Regions from separate parts of the Mus musculus genome. Here region 1 is linked to region 2. The links are chromatin contacts, called in public HiChIP or PLAC-seq maps. All regions are on one chromosome and are shown on one strand. The core of a region is the stretch at or near the end of the contact, and the rest is flanking DNA. Distances in the headings are between cores, read along the strand shown. Region 1 holds the start of Erich2 (glutamate rich 2). Region 2 holds the start of Bbs5 (Bardet-Biedl syndrome 5 (human)).

Evidence for each region. HiChIP or PLAC-seq counts read pairs in DNA pulled down with a chosen protein or histone mark.
Region 1: a contact with region 2 is called in a FOXA1 HiChIP or PLAC-seq map of pancreatic cancer cells. The contact joins the promoter of Erich2 here to the promoter of Bbs5 in region 2. A contact is called at or near these places in 2 of 39 promoter capture datasets (liver and pre-B cells) and 1 of 115 datasets of contacts at active chromatin or transcription factors (pancreatic cancer cells).

The regions. Positions count from the first base shown.
Region 1 is chr2:70,507,413-70,510,112 of GRCm38.p6, reverse strand. It overlaps Erich2 (glutamate rich 2), which reads right to left and starts at 1,294. Exons shown (of 13, transcript NM_025744.2): 1 at 548-1,294; 2 at 412-457. The coding sequence starts at 1,010. The region is part of intron 1 of Gad1os (glutamate decarboxylase 1, opposite strand); the gene reads left to right.
Region 2 is chr2:69,645,782-69,648,492 of GRCm38.p6, reverse strand. It overlaps Bbs5 (Bardet-Biedl syndrome 5 (human)), which reads right to left and starts at 1,322. Exons shown (of 12, transcript NM_028284.3): 1 at 1,151-1,322. The coding sequence starts at 1,209.

The DNA.
Region 1 (2,700 bases), core at 45-2,544, 860 kb before region 2:
CTCAGCAAGTCACCTACAGTACCGGTGTCACCGTGCTACTTATCAATTAAATGCTTTTGGGTGTGATGCAGAGTAGTGCAAGGAGTCAAAAGTCAAAATCTTGATTTTTGGATATTCCAAGTCGTCCAGATTGGATTTAGGGGCAGTTCGTAGTGCGAACCTTTCTCCTGGGAGATCCAGGGGGGGCAAAGTTCACAGAGCCAAAGAAGTTATAGGTAGAGAGCATGCCTGGGGGGGGGGGGGGTGTGCTCATCCTCATAAACCATTAAGTTGTTTGAAAAAGTAAAAGAATAGCGAACAACGGGGCGGAGCTGGAAGTACTAGGATAGGACATGACGGTTTTCATTTTGGCGGTAGGGTGAGATACCCCTAAACAGGCAGACTTTCCCTCCTCTCAGCAGAGCATCCTACCTTCTCGGGCAGTATTTCGACAGCCGTGCGGTTCCACAGGACCAACCTGGAGTGGTAGATACATTTTTAGGATTAAGTGTTGTCGGAGGTGCGGGCTGGGACCCGCCACTCCCAGGGGTGTGGGTAAATTACTCACAGTCACCACACTGCTGCTTACCCTCTGGCCGCCCTGCCAAGTTGTTTCCTCGAAGGGCAGACCAGGAAGGCCAGCCCCGCTCCGCACTCGCGGTGGGTTCCGAGTTGCGAGCCTGGGACGCCGCGTTGCCATGGAGACCGGACGGGCTGCGGGAGGAGCCCCGGGAACCACCCGAGCTGCCCAGCGACTGGACAGCCCGACGCAGCGGAGGGGCGAGCGGGGCGGAGCGCGGCGGGCCCGGGGCGGGGCGCAGAGCGCGGGGCGGGAGCGGAGCGGGAACTGTTCCAGCTGCTGGAACCACGCGAAGGGCGGAGCGGGCGGCGCGGGTGGCCCAGCGTCCGGAGGAACTGGGCGTCGCGCTGCGGGGCAAGTTAGGGGCGCACACCCTGGGGCAGGCTTGACCACGTATCCTGGTTACTTTGAGAAAGGCCGGAGACAGGGTGACTGGAAGGTCGGTGTCCATACCTGATCCTGACTCTAGGTGGCGGAGGGAAAAGGGCGAGGTGGCCTCATTGGGGTTACAACTTGTGGAAGAAAAGATGCCTTGAGTTGGGAGGGCTGGGTGCCTCTGGATCTGAATGAACAAAAATCCCCTGCACCTGAGATCGCCCCGAGAAGATTATGGGTTTCCTGGGGACCTCGACATCAGTTCTCCTAGGGATCCGGTTCAGGTGTTTAGAACCAGACTCGCCTTTCCCACCCAGCCCGGGCCAAGTCTGGGTTTCCTTTTGTGCCCGGGCTGCTACTGAAGCACCTCAGCCCTTTAGAGGTCTTATGCTTCACTGCTTCGGTCACAAAAGAGGGTGGGAGAGCGCCCTGTTAGAAAATTTCAATGTTCTCTCAAGCTTATCTTCTAGGGGGGAAATGGGTAACTTCTCTCCTTGGACACAGAGAACTTGTTGCTAGGCAACGAGTTTTGAAGGGGACCCGTCTGTTGGAATCAAAACTGCATTCGAATTTCACCTAGTGGCCAGAATATAAGAGATATAATCACCTTCTTAAGGGCCCTCTGGGGACATGCAATTTATCTGATGGCTAAAATATGTACGTTTTAATGTATAGAAAAACGGATTCAATTTTGACATTATTATAAAAATAGAACCAGCGAAATCATTCTGAACCAAGAATACAGAAAGTTTCCGTTGTTTTTAAATCCTCTGATTCATTCTTCCAGGCACTCTCTAAATCTCTTTGAGTCATGGATGATAGGAAAGCATTGAGGGGGAAATTCTAGAATGAAAGTTTAAGGAACTCAATGAAATCATTGACAACTGCAGGCCATGTCTGGTGAGGGCCCAGCAAGCCCCGACTTCTGCTATTGCAGGGAAGGGAAAATTGTACATGTCAGGAGTCTTGAGTTTTACCCAAGATCTTTCTCCATAAAGGCAAAGGGAAAGTGTATTTCTTTATTATGTTTTAAAACCTCAGTTTTGTTAAATTTGCTTGGCATTGCTCAGTAGAGAATGGCGCCTTTGTTGCACACATTGTCCCTCTGTAAGGAAGTGTAAGCATCAAGCTGACCTGATTAGACTATCTCTTTCTTCCCCCTACATAGAAAAGGATGAGCCCAAACCAGTTTACAAACTGCAGGGTTTTCAGGGTGTGTCTATGGTTCCTATTTCTCACAACACGGAGAGAGAAACTCTTTACAGACTAAATGACATCTGACAAGTGACTCTGGTAATAGCTTCCATTCTGATGTATTATGCGTTTAAAGAAAATAGCCAACTTTCAGGTAACAGTAAGAATCAAGGCCATTCCAGCAGAGTACCTGGCCCAATGCTTATTCAACTCCACAATGGTCGTTATATTTCACTTTGATGAAAAAGCATTACATTTCGTCTTCATTTACATAACATCAGAAATAATTCACCCATCTCTATAACCTATATGCAGAAGTTGGTTTTTGACACAATGCTCAAATATAAAGCAAAGTTAAGCTCTGGCTTATGCATTTAGACACTGAATAAGTTTATCTAAAGCATCTCCCTAGTGAGGAGTTGTTCTAAAGAAGCCAAAAGGAGCCAGGAGGTCGTGGCACATGCCTTTAGTCCCAGCACTCGGGAGGCAGAGGATTTCTGAGTTTGAGCCCAGGCCGGTCTGTCTCGAAAAACAAAACAAAGAAGTGAAAGGAAATGCTCCTGGAAACGCTA
Region 2 (2,711 bases), core at 73-2,572:
CCCTGGGACCCACACAGTCAGAGGAGAGAATCGACTTCTGCAAGTTAACTTCTTCTTCTTCTTCTTCTTCTTTTTTTTTTTTTTTTTGGTTTTTCGAGACAGGGTTTCTCTGTACAGTCCTGGCTGATCCTGGAACTCACTCTGTAGACCAGGCTGGCCTCGAACTCAGAAATCCACCTGCCTCTGCCTCCCGAGTGCTGGGATTAAAGGCGTGCACCACCACGCCCGGCTTTGCAAATTAACTTCTGACCTCCACTGTGAATGATGCGCACAGAAAGCACTCTATCTCCACAGGCTCGTTTGATCCTTTGAGTTAGCTGTGTGACGACTACTCTCCTGCACTAGAATGAGGAAGGGTGTGTGATAATCAACCCCTCTTATTTTCCTGTCTTGATTTTTGAGACAGATGTCTGTAAACTGAAAATGTTCATGAAAACAGGGTTCGTCTGGATTAAGACCCACGGCACTCCCTGAACTACAGGGAAAGCCATAGAAGGTGTGTAATGAGTTACTGTACTTTGTAATTTCACAAATACCTCCTCCCTCAACTTCCAAAAGGAACGAATACTATGTTAGGCATCCAGTTACTACAAAGACTGAGAAATGTACCAATATCTCATTTTTTCTATTTTAGGAGACAGTGCTCATGATAAAGCACCATTAGGAAGCAGCTGAGGCGCCGTGTAGTTATTGATCCAAGAACTTCAGCTTCTATGTTTTCCATCACGATCTCAGCGACCCCCTCCCTGATTTCTGGGCAGGAAGGGTTTTTAACCATCTCCTCTTTTAAGCATATTCCCCCACAAACAGGGCTTCTTTATAACAAGCTCTCAAAGATTTAGATAAGGACTAAATGAAATCTTAGCTCCGACACAAGCTTTGCGTGGTCGGGAGTTTTGGAGAATTCTCACTCCCACCGCCCTCATTTTACAGACACGCCAACCGTGCAGAGGCCCGTAGTGTGCAATGCTATTCCGGATTTTGTTCTAGAACCCTGCTTTCCGGAATCCCTGCCCTATGTCCCCTCCACCGCAGGACGCGGAGGGTCACAGCCTTGATGGGCGCACACTGAGATAGGCCGCTGGCCAGGGCAGGGCCGAAGACCGCAGGGGACCATAGTCACGGGGTCTCAGCGCATCCTGAGACTCACTGCGAGGACACGTCGAAGCGCACGTCGCGGTCCTCCCACAACACGTCCAGCACAGACATGGTGACCGAGGGAGCTCGCCGATGAAATCCACAGTGGCTGCTCGGCGGCGTCTTATGGGCGCCAAGGCAACGCGCCGGCTTTGTCACGACATCTACGGCGGGCGCCGGGGCCCAAGCTTCCACCAGGTAGTGTGCGCTCTTTTCCCAGCCCGTTTGCGTCATTTGGTCTTGTTGAGGCGGGTGGCTGGGAAGCTGCTTCACTTCTGAGTCACCTCTCTGTTCTCTGCGCAGAACTTTAGCCATTTCAGCTTTCCTGCTGTTTTCCTACACCATTTAGAAATCTTAACTTCATCAAATTACATTACTGGTTTGATGGGGCTCTGACCCTGCCCACCTCCCATACCCTGGTGGCCTGGATCTCTGGCTACATTCCAGCCCGAGGCTCAGAACCTGTTAGAGGTCCTACTACATCTGGTCAGAACCATTGCTTCCCTAGATTCGTATAGTGCCAGCCCTTGCGTCCTATTTCACAAATCAGCTCTGGGGTCCCTCTATTGTGAGCAAACAAAACGTAGACACCTGATTCTTAAAGTTCACCGCATTGATCAATGTGCAGCACAGAGTACAAGATAAACTATGTCTCTGTCTCTCCTCCCTCTCCCCCTTCTCCCCTTCCCCCTCCCCCTTTCCTTTCTTCCTTTCTTCCTTTCTTCCTTCCTTCCTTCCTTCCTTCCTTCCTTCCTTCCTTTCTTTCTTTCTTTTTCTTTCTTTTTTTTTTTTTTGACATGGTCTCCCTTTGTGGCCCAGACTGGCCTCGAAATGTAACAGCTTCAGTTTCCCTAATACTGGGATTATAAACATACTTTATATATTTTTAAACGAATCAAATGGCTTTCTTTTACTATATGAAAATTATCAATAAACAAGTAACACGTTAAATAAATTACTGCTTCACAAAGAGTGATCTGGGGTCTCCTGGGCATACTCAGGAGCCTCTCATGGTTCCATAAGCAGAGTGACGTGAAAACACTTGCCTTTTAAACTCTAGCTGGGTCACGGGTTCACATTATGTATAACTGAGTATGTAAGCACACAGAACACTTCATTTGCTGTTTGTATTCTCCAAGACAGGGTTTCACTTGTGGGCCAAACTGGCCTGAAACTTACGATGTAGCGGCTTTGAACTCCCATCAACCCTCCCACCTCAGCTCCAGAATGCTGGGATTAGAGCCTCTCTACCCAGCTACTTGTTTAATGCACTATGGTGTTTTGGTTTTAGGATTTATTATATTATTCAAATCCTGTTAACGTTCATCTTCCTGCTCAGCCTCCTGAGTACTAGGATTGCAGTGTGAACCACCATGCTCACCTTTAAAAAAAGGTGACATGGGATTTGGTATGCTGCTGGAAGTAATGGCACACATCTTTTTTTTTTTTTTTTTTTTTTAAAGACTTATTTATTTATTATTATATGTAAGTACACTGTAGCTGTCTTCAGACACACCAGAAGAGGGAGTCAGATCTTGTTACGGATGGTTGTGAGCCACCATGTGGTTGCTGGG